Regions from separate parts of the Hordeum vulgare genome. Here all the other regions are linked to region 1. The links are chromatin contacts, called in public Hi-C maps. All regions are on one chromosome and are shown on one strand. Each heading gives the region's core, a stretch centred on a gene start, on an enhancer-like site or on the middle of the called end of the contact. The rest is flanking DNA. Distances are from core to core; before and after follow the strand shown. Region 1 holds the start of LOC123395676 (glucose-1-phosphate adenylyltransferase small subunit 1, chloroplastic/amyloplastic). Region 2 holds the start of LOC123451864 (phosphoenolpyruvate/phosphate translocator 1, chloroplastic-like). Region 3 holds the start of LOC123398370 (probable E3 ubiquitin-protein ligase WAVH2).

Evidence for each region. A called contact is a pair of places that touch in the nucleus more often than the background predicts.
Region 2: a contact with region 1 is called in a Hi-C map of leaf, with 4 times the contacts expected there. The contact joins the promoter of LOC123451864 here to the promoter of LOC123395676 in region 1. A contact is called at or near these places in 3 of 6 Hi-C or Micro-C datasets (leaf and seedling) and 1 of 1 datasets of contacts at active chromatin or transcription factors (embryo).
Region 3: a Hi-C map of seedling shows a contact between it and region 1, with 4 times the contacts expected there. The contact joins the promoter of LOC123398370 here to the promoter of LOC123395676 in region 1. A contact is called at or near these places in 4 of 6 Hi-C or Micro-C datasets (leaf and seedling) and 1 of 1 datasets of contacts at active chromatin or transcription factors (embryo).

Annotation. Positions count from the first base shown.
Region 1 is chr5H:380,512,680-380,516,119 of MorexV3_pseudomolecules_assembly, reverse strand. LOC123395676 (glucose-1-phosphate adenylyltransferase small subunit 1, chloroplastic/amyloplastic) reads left to right here and starts at 1,567. Exons shown (of 10, transcript XM_045090707.1): 1 at 1,567-1,956; 2 at 2,508-2,804. The coding sequence starts at 1,747.
Region 2 is chr5H:380,196,806-380,200,052 of MorexV3_pseudomolecules_assembly, reverse strand. It overlaps LOC123451864 (phosphoenolpyruvate/phosphate translocator 1, chloroplastic-like), which reads left to right and starts at 1,489. Exons shown (of 9, transcript XM_045128408.1): 1 at 1,489-1,987. The coding sequence starts at 1,625.
Region 3 is chr5H:380,940,803-380,944,446 of MorexV3_pseudomolecules_assembly, reverse strand. It overlaps LOC123398370 (probable E3 ubiquitin-protein ligase WAVH2), which reads left to right and starts at 1,598. Exons shown (of 3, transcript XM_045092846.1): 1 at 1,598-1,914; 2 at 3,176-3,271. The coding sequence starts at 1,783.

The DNA.
Region 1 (3,440 bases), core at 318-2,817:
CTGGTCATAGCAAACTTGAAGTAAACTCAATTAAAATATGCCAACTGGGTACGTAACCATGGCTGTCTCTTCTCGTGAGTTCTGCGTCCGAGAAAGGACACGGTGGGGTTATGCTTGACTTGTTAGTAGGTGTTGAGGATCATTTCTTGATCATTATTAGTTCACGTCCGTTTATGCATAGATCATCCCCTCTTATTCTTGTACTCGTAAGTTAGCCATTCAAATAAATGCTTAGTTGCTTGCTGCAACCTCACTACTTAACCATACCTCACCCATTAAGCTTTGCTAGTCTTGATACCTTTGAAAATGAGATTGTTGAGTCCCTGTAGCTCACAAACTACAACAATAGTTGCATGTACAAGTAAAGCGATACTTTGACATGAGCGCGATGATTTTTCTATTTGGAGTTTCTTCTTCTTCTTCATCATCGGCCATAGGATGGGTTCCTGGCCGGCAGCTTGGGATAGCAAGGATGGATGTTGTTTTATCGTTTGATTTCGTCCGTAGTCGGACCTTGCTCTTCTGACTCGTGAGTGAATGTATGTTTGTATTGAGATGATCATGATTAGCTCGTGGCGAGTGTAAGCCAATTTCATATACTCATCTCTTCTTTACATGTACTTGTAACGATATCCATTCTTGTGAAACGACGAGATGCGCTTATATCCCTGTCGAGGCCCTCGTGCCAAAATAAGGATATGATCACATCGAGGGCATTACAATAGGGTCGGACAACCGCCTGCATGCATCCATGTCGATCATGCCGCTATGACCTGACGACTGACCAATGATTCTTCACTGCAAACATGATGACCAAGAAGTCTACTCCGCCAACTACGCACGCAATGAAGCGGCGCCGATCCATCTCATGACATCGCCGGTCCATCGCTGGTCCATCTAAGCAAGGTGGCTTCGCCAACAAACCCCATCTCCGGTATGCGCACCGCAACCTCTCCTCTTCCCCTCTCCCCTTCGCTCCTCTCGTGCACACACCTAAAGACGGGTAAGTCCGACAATGGATTCGACTAGTTCTCGGCACCGACAAAGTGGATCCCGACGCTGTGTGGATCGTGATGCTGCCACCCATGCTCTCTGCGCCTGTCGGCGCCCATCACTCCGCCTGCACCCACGGTTAAGGAGGAGGTGGTCATCGACCACGAGGAGGAGCCGCAGCCGCGTGGACAGACATGGAGTATGCACGGCAGCTCAAGGAGTCGCTCTTCGACCGTGGTGCTGTGTCGCCCTCGCCGCTGCATACCTTGTGCACATTGAGAAACAAAATTGATGTGTATTTTGAATTTGGATATGTTTTCTTAGGGGTTGTAGACACACACCGTGTGAACATCAGAATTGGCCCGAACCTCAAAAAACAGAAAACAAAGTTGGCCTGAGAGATATGCTCACTGCAGAATATTCCTGTCAAAATCAAAAAGAAAACGTGAGATATAGTAGACACGTGTGCGCGAGCAGAGCCGTTGGTCCGAGGCTCATCTGGACCGCACACGCCATCGCGGCACATGGACAAACACAACCATAAATGCCGACAAGCCATGCCATGCCCTGACAGGAAAGGAAGAACGGAAAGCGGAAAAAAGAAGCTGGAAACTCTCACAGCCGCTGAAAGGGAGAAGCGTCCGTCCAACACTCCCCAGCAGTTCCTGTCCTGCCCTGCCGCCAGCCCCGCCTCCCCTCACTTTCTCTCGGCCGTCGCTGCCACCGCCCCAACCCGTCACTCTCTTGCCCCCGATGGCGATGGCGATGGCGACGGCGACGGCCGCCACGTACGGGGCACCGATCCCGGCGCCGGCACCCTCCGCATCCTCTCCTCGCCGCGCTGCCCCCGATGGCGGGCGGCGGCTGCGGGCGGTGGCGGGGAGGCCGCGTCCCCTGTTCTCGCCCCGGGCCGTGTCCGACTCGCGCAACTCCCAGACGTGCCTCGATCCGGACGCCAGCACGGTAATGCGCGATCACGCCCATCACCTTCTTCCACACTTTTTTTTTTTGATTGGCATTTACCTTCCTCCGCACTTTATCATGCGACTTTTAGCCGTCCCTTTCGTGATTATTACGCGGGAAAAGGCTCGTGCGCACGCACACTCGGAGTTGGCGTTTCGATGCGTCTCCCTTATTTTTATTTTATCTACTCCTTCTGCTTGGCGCGTTTGGATGAGCAGATGGGGCGTGTTTTCTCGCGCCTTTCCGTTGATCTCACGATGGTTCTGTCGGCTGCCGCATTGGGGGTGGAGTCTATAGATTATGATCCATGAAATGGGGGAAGGCTTAGAATTATTTACTCCATGCCTTCTATTCAGAAGTTTATAATATTATTCACTCAAGATCTGAAGACTCTACTACTAAATAATAAAAATGCATTTTAATTTATTAAACTCTGTGGTAGAAGTACATAAACCCGAGACTGCAGTTCATTCGGTTAATGTTTCGAGTGTTTGTTTTGCCATGATATGTTCATGTCACATCCAGTTGATAGGATCCATTTACCGCTGCAGAGTGTTCTTGGGATCATCCTGGGTGGTGGCGCCGGGACAAGGCTGTACCCGCTGACCAAGAAGAGGGCCAAGCCTGCGGTGCCGCTGGGTGCCAACTACAGGCTCATAGATATCCCGGTCAGCAACTGCCTCAACAGCAATGTGTCCAAGATCTATGTGCTGACGCAGTTCAACTCCGCGTCGCTCAACCGCCACCTCTCGAGGGCCTATGGGAACAACATTGGCGGGTACAAGAATGACGGTTTTGTTGAAGTTCTCGCCGCGCAGCAGAGCCCGGAGAATCCTAACTGGTTTCAGGTACATTGGTCGAGATTCATCTTCTGTATAGTGTGTATCAATCTCGAAATATTACTTTGTGTTCATGTAAGAGCTCAAGTTTTGTATCAAGCAGGTCAAGAATTTAAAACTTCAAATGAAAAGTAAATGTAGTTGCAAAATGCATAAAAATAAGAGTGAATTCCACATTTTACCCCCTAGATATGCATTTGTGACACTAATTACCCTGTTTAGTGGAAATTTGTCTGGAATATCCCTTTTAGAAGCTTTCGACCCTCGTTTTCCGATGGGTTCCATTAGGCAAGGTGTGAGGTGACGACTAGGGTTCAAAAATATCCGGACGACGAGGAGGAATGGAATAGATGGACAAGAGAAGTTTGTACATGATCGTCAATGATACACTTTGATCTTTACACAATCTTTTACGAATCGTCGACACAACATGCCGATCCTATCTAACATAAATAAGCAAAATGCAAAATCAGGGCAAAACCGTGTTAAAAGTCTTCAGAATCTGAAATTTTGATAGATTGTGGTATGTTGTTAAACTGCATTTTTCTTTTCACAGTTTACACACCCTGTTGTACTTCTGTTCCAGGGAACAGTTAAACATTTAATAAGTTGAATTTATATTTTAGAAGCATTCAGACAAATCGT
Region 2 (3,247 bases), core at 240-2,739, 320 kb after region 1:
TCCCTTCTTCCTATATATGACAGCAAAACTGAACTGAACCCCTAAACAGATTGAGAAGATGAACACAGATAGAAAGGGGACTACATCAGCTTCGTGCTATCATGTCGTCTACGTACGGTGACCACTGATCCTCATCAAACCCATCTAATCATCCAGAAAAGCACCTTTATCCAAACCCCAATGGTCTTCAATTAGGCAACACGTGAAGATGCAGACAGAAGCATCCACCACTATGCCCCGTACCTTGTAATCCCGGCTGCATCCAACCAACTGGAAAATCGAGCAAACAAAATCAAAACACAAAGGAAGGAAGGAAGTAGGAGGGAGCAAATAGAATGTACCAGTCCGTTAGGAGACGGTCGCATCAGTCGAACAAAATCAAACCCCAACAGGACAGGTCAAATAGCAAGTTAGCGATGGCACCGACATAGTCCACCCCACCGCAACGGCCGTACATAGGAAGCGGCGCCAGCACCGTCCACACCATCAAAACAACCATATAGAAGGAGCCGCGAGAACCTACGACCAGGACGGCCAGCGACGACAAACCCTAATGGGAGACGGTCGGTGCGGTCGGTGGAGAAGCGACGTGATTTGCGGGTGCGCATCCTTGGGCCGTGGCCGAGCAGATGCAAAGAAGGGGCATGAGGATAGGAGATGGCAGATGGGGGCGGAACGACGACGACATGGAAGTGGTGGCGGCGGCCCCTTTCTATTGTGCCATCCCCCTCTCCCGATCTCTTGTGTGTAGCCGAAAGAAGAAAGCGGTGGCCTCGTAGGTCAATAAAGTTGATGCTGTAAAAAAAACAGAACACGTGCCGTGCTCTCGTTATAGGAGTAAGGCAAAGACGTGTGAAGCCCGTGAGAGGCCATGCTCAATACTTGGAATGAACAACATGAGAGCTTGCTTAGTAACTATAATATATTGTATTATTAGGTGTGAGCTTACGAAAAATCCCGAGGAATTAGGACGGAAAAGACATCCCAACCCTTTACTTTGTCTATTTCCTTTGATTTGAAAATTCTGTAGACCGAATGAGCCACGAAATGGTGTTTGTTTTTCACGAAGTTGGAACAGAAAAAAAAACAGGACTAAAGTTGAGGTCCGGAGCAACTGGCAGTCCGCCCGAGAACCCAGAAGAAGACGCATGGTGAGCTGGCGCGGCGGTCTCGCAGATCCCGCCCCTCCTACTATGGGCCCACCATGCCAGGTTTTTCCCGCACCGGGACCCGCCCACCCCTCGGAGCCCTCGCCGGGCAGGTTCCACCCAACAACCCCTCCACTCCACCGCATCGCGCGACATCCCACGGCCGTCCGCCCGGCGCACCGTGCACCGGCTCCACCCGGCAGCCGGCCAATGCCAGGTCAATCGCCCGGGCCCGCCTGTCACTCTAGCAGACGCTCCCCCCCGCCGGTGCCAGGTCAGCCCGGCATCGGGCCGCCGCTCCTTAAAACCCTTCGCCCACCAACCCACTCTCTCTCATCTCACCAGACCGCACCACCCCCTCCTCGTGCCCTCCGCCGCCGCCGCAGCAGCCTCCGCCTCGGCCTCGAGGCCTCCGCCGCTCCCCCCCGCGCGGCCAGGGCCCCAGAAGCTTCTGGAACACCCCGCCCCCCGCCGCAATGCAGAGCGCGGCGGCCATCGGGCTCATCCGGCCATGCGCCGCGCGGCCCATCCTCAAGAGCCCCAGCCCCGGGGCCGCCCGCCTCCCGGCCTCCCGCGTGGCCCTCCGGCTCTCCGCCGCGGCGCCCCGCGCGCGCCTCGTGGCCGCGGCGGGGCTCGGCCGCATCGGGCTCGTGCCGGCGTCGCCCGAGCAGGAGAAGAGGAGCGGCGGCCTCGTGGCCGCCGCGGCCGCCGGGAAGGCGGCGCCGGGCGAGGAGGCCGGGGAGGAAAGCGGAGCGGCGCTCGCCAAGACGCTCCAGCTCGGCGTCTTCTTCGGGCTCTGGTACCTCTTCAACATCTACTTCAACATCTACAACAAACAGGTGAGCTGCCACGCCTTTTGTTTGCACCAACAGGTTGCTTTCCTGTCGAGTGCAAGGCTATATCTTCTAGTCCTCCGTAGTTTACCGAGCGCGCCTTAGTTCGATCTCATCAATTGGCCTGGAAATCGGCTACTTTGGGTGCAAATCCACGTGTTTTTTCGGTTGTTTTGGCGCGTTCGTAGTCTCGTACAGACAGATCTCTGCAACTACTCCGCATCTCTCCAATTCGGATCATCGCGAGTGGCATTGCATGTAAATTCCTCTGCCAGATCTTTATTTCCGTTACTGTTTTTTCCGGTGGCTGCTCATGCAGTTCCTTGTACTCGTCTGACCGAGTGGTCTTTTGATGAATCATCCTTAGATTCAGTGAAATCTAACTGAACTAAGCATGTTGAAAATACCATTTTGCTTCATATTTTGTGATTTGTTTTCGTGAAGATTCAGTGAAATCTAACTGAACTAAGCATGTCGAAAATACCATTTTGCTTCATATTTTGTGATTTGTTTTCGTGAAGATTCAGTGAAATCTAACTGAACTAAGCATGTCGAAAATACCATTTTGCTTCATATTTTGTGATTTGTTTTCGTGAACATCATTGATTACATAAACCTACAACAGACCACCGAATAACGTATTAAACTTGAATTGCCTTTTCTGATCAACATTTACTGCAAGTGCATAAATTTGTAAGGCCGCACACCAGAACCCAGGATCGGTAGAAGCAAATAATTCCTATCATATCAGGGTCCTTCCTGTCTGTTTGTGTGAAGAGAAAGCTGACCTTTATAGTTCATAACCCAGGATCAGTAGAAGTAGATAATTCATATCAAATCTGGGTGCTTCCTGTCTGGAGAAAGCTAACCTATATGGTTCATCCGTATGGCAAAGTGATCTTCGCTGTAGCTTTTTGAAGAATGTCTTTAGATTCAGAAATGTCTAAGTTCACGATTTTTAGCTGGGTTGTTGAAATACTTTCCCATTTTGCCTCATACTTTGTAACTTCTTGTCAACATTATTTGTTTTTATTTATTCCAAAAACTTAGTTTAGACAATTGAAGATATTGAACCTGTAGCACTTTCCTGAGCTATTAGCTTAAGTGTATAAAATTTGTAGGGCGACATGTCAGAGCCTAGGCTTATTGTAGTAATAATTCCAATCAAGTAAGAGTTCTTCCTGTCTGCTGCATGTGAGAATAAGCATTTGCTGTCAACTTCACTCAGGTTTTTTCATAATGCACTGTACCGATGTGATGTGCACT
Region 3 (3,644 bases), core at 349-2,848, 430 kb before region 1:
AATATAAGGGGTGTTAGTTTTTTGGAAAGTCAAATTCTTCAACTTTGACCAAGTTAAGAGCAAAAACATCGACATCCTTAATATTAAATAAAAATATGATATTTCATTTAGCGATGAACCTAATCACAATAATTTGGTATTATCGATTTTGATATATTTACCTACAAATTTAATAGGTTTGATATTTAAAAAAATATTACATATTATATTTTAAAACAGAGTGATCAGGTTTTTTTTATCTAATGGCGTAGCAAAGCGCGTCCAGTCCTTCTAGTATATATTAAAATCCATACGTATATTATTTTCACACAAACCCGAGATTGCTCTCTGAAGAAGAGACACGATATTTTAGGAAAAAAACAAATGGTGTTTCCTACAATGCTATTGCCTTTGAAGAAATTTCTCTTTTGCCCCAAAAGAATAAGAAAAAAAACACTTGTCTATGAACTTCCTTTCATGTAATCCTATGAACCAAATGGTAAAGGTAGATTGTTGTTTCTCCTTCTTCTTATTCAAGTTACAATCCTTTATTTTTCCACCAAAATTCAATTCTTTGTTCCTGATGAGGTGCGAAAGGCCACCTCTATTCCCAAGGTTGTGAGTGAATCACCAGGAAGCATGAGGCAGGGCAGGCATGAGAATGGCATTGCAAAAAAAAAATCAAAATATATTTAGATATTTCAAAAAATGTCAAACTTTTTTCGACAAACACATATGCATATCCTTGAAGTATGTATAAAATTTCATTATCTAATTTAATTATCTGCATACTACACAAAAAAGACAAATATATAGCCCAGATACAACAAAGGAAAAGCCCATTTTAACATGTGTATTTGTCTTTTTTGTGTACATCACATGAATATATATGTTCATGAAATTGGGTACATGTATACCATAAATATATGTCTACACGTGTACTTGTTTCAGATTTTTTTTGAGGTGCTAAAAAAGTATTTCGGCTGAAAAAAATGTAACGAGCTCACACTGGGGCTCGGCCTCTGCAGCAGGCACTTTTCGGGCAGGCATGCGTTACAAACTGTCCTTTCCGTGCCCGAGGAAAAAGGCACACGCAGAGGTAGGTGGGACCACGGTGAGCAGCAGCTCAGCAAGCAAGGACGGTTTGCATAAAGGCGTCCAGATTATTCAGAATTGAAACCCACTCACCCACCCACCCACCCCTAACGTACCGTATATTTTCCGTAAGGCCCCTCAAGATCAATCCTAGTTACTACAGTAGTTGAAGAAGAGTTTGAGAGCTAAAGCGTTCCATCTGGAGTGGCCTTGCCAAATCCATCCGCGTTCTCAGCATTTACCGAATACGGAATACTTCCTTCGTCCCAAATGTTTTATCTTAAGTTTGTTTAAAAATAAATGTATCTAAATAATAGAATATGACTAGGTACGTTTATATTTAGATGATGGGAGTACAATTTGTGACCGCTCCTTTACTTTTTAATGAGGGATTAGAAATCTAAATGGGGAAATGGCAGGGGCTATACTGCAATTGTCAGCTCTGCTCACTCACCTCACTAGGAGATAGACTGATTTTTTTTTCTTAAAAAGAAAACTAGGAGATGGACTGATGGAGAGAGGGAGAGTGTGATGAGTCCATGACGGCATGACCTTTGGTCCATGGGAAGGGAGTACAAGAAGCACAAGGCAGCGAAAGCAGGGGCGTTTACACCACCACCTAGGCTAGGCTAGGCTAGGACACCAAGAAACAGGGGAGGGGAGGGGAGGGCCTATGGCGCTGTAGCTAGCTCAGGGGGGCAGCGAGCAATGGCGGGGGGATGCGGCGGCGAAGGCACGCTGGCGAGGTGGCGGAGGGCGGCGGCCAAGCGGATCGGCCTCTCCTGCGCCTCCTTCTTCTCCTCCCACGCCGCCTCTCCCTCCCCGCCGCCTCCCAAGACCGTAATACTCTCCCTCTCCCTCTCTACATTTCATCAGAGAAGCTCCGTTTCTTCGCTTCCAACCTTTTTAGATAGATAAGTTTTGGTTTCTAGCCATCTCATCGGTTTGTGAGTCATGACCTGCTGCTTTTGGTTTCTTCTCTGATTCTCTCTCTCTCACACACGTCAGTAAGTAAGCAGGCGGTTCCATGTTCCTTTCTTGATCTTGGGTTCTGAAAACGATTTCTGGTGTTCTGCACTTGTTTCTCAAATCTCAACGGGAGGAGAGGAATTTTGCAAATGCCCCTCCTCTCCTAGCTTCTTTCGGTCATCTTCTCTCCTAGAAAATTTTCTGACGGAGCTCGGTAGATACCCAAGTTTAAACCGAGTTGAATCAACAGGAGCACGGCTGTCGCATCTTCTTCTCCTTCCTATTCCAACAGTAGCGCGTGCCCAACCATGTGTTCTAGGTACTGTCCACTCATTTATGGAAATGATTGTTCTAGCCCTCTCCCATTCCATCTTTGTACCACCAGCACCTTGGGAATTTTTTTGCTGTGGTCCATTTACAGCCCCCCACCAAAAATAGATCTAGGCGCCCCACTGAAATTTTGTATCTACGAAAAAGTTGTGTCTCAATTTATTCTGCATCCAATGGCCATTTCGTTTCAGTTCTCTGACTGCAATCTTTGGTCCGTTGATGGTTGCTGCAGCCCGCACTGCACGGGACACACGGACCATATTTTGTCTTCGCTGATTTTTAATTCATTTTGCCCATCCATGTTTCTCTCCTCTTCCAACATGTTCTTTTTCTCAGTGTGTGTGTGTGTGTGTGTGTGTGTGTGTGTGTGTTTGTGCGTGTTTTCTTGGAACTGAGCAATTGTCTCTAGCTATTATCCACTTTCTGGTGTATCTCTACACCAGGCTCAAAATAAAAAAAATGTTTCTCCAGTAACTTGACTGTTAGCAGGATGCTAATGTTTCAGCATTGTACTTGTTTAGATAAGATGTACTACATGGGCAGTTGGTGGCTATGCGCGTGTGTACGGTTTCTCTTTGAACCAACATCTTTCTCCATATCTGTCTGGATCTTAAATACACTACTTTAGTGATCTAAATGCTCTTATATTTGTTTACGGAGGTACTAGCATTCATAGGTAAATGGAAAAATGAGGTGTAAAACACAGTAGAGGATACATACAGAGTGGCTAACAGTCAAGATTGTTGTTAAATTTGCTACTCGTATTTGCTATCAAGAACTGAGGCTTGTAATGCATATGCAGATCTCATGTTCAGCAGTGAATGCGCCCGCAGACAGCAGTGATGGAGAACAACAGGAAAAGCTGGAGGAGCCGACCAGCACTAGAATGGCTGACAAGGTACCACCAGCTCTATGCCCACTTACTACATCTTTCCTTTTCTTTTCTTTATTTTCTTGTTCCATTTGGACCACCACCCCTCCTATTAATTTCAATAATGCAACTTTTCTTTTTTTCAAGATATTTAGGAGCTGTCTGTTTTCCTACTAAAGCATAGGTAGTTGTTTTTAGATGCATCCACCAATTTACCTGTGAAGAGATCAGAGACATGCCTACCTAGTATCAGGTTGCAACAAAATGAGGTAGTATGAGACAAGCTAAAAGAAGAGCTTAGGGTAAGAGATGGGATTACAATTGGAAATCTCGATATTGCGGGTTTCACTTCACTTGGTCCACTCCAATATGTTCTCACTCCCCCCTGTAGAGAATCGTC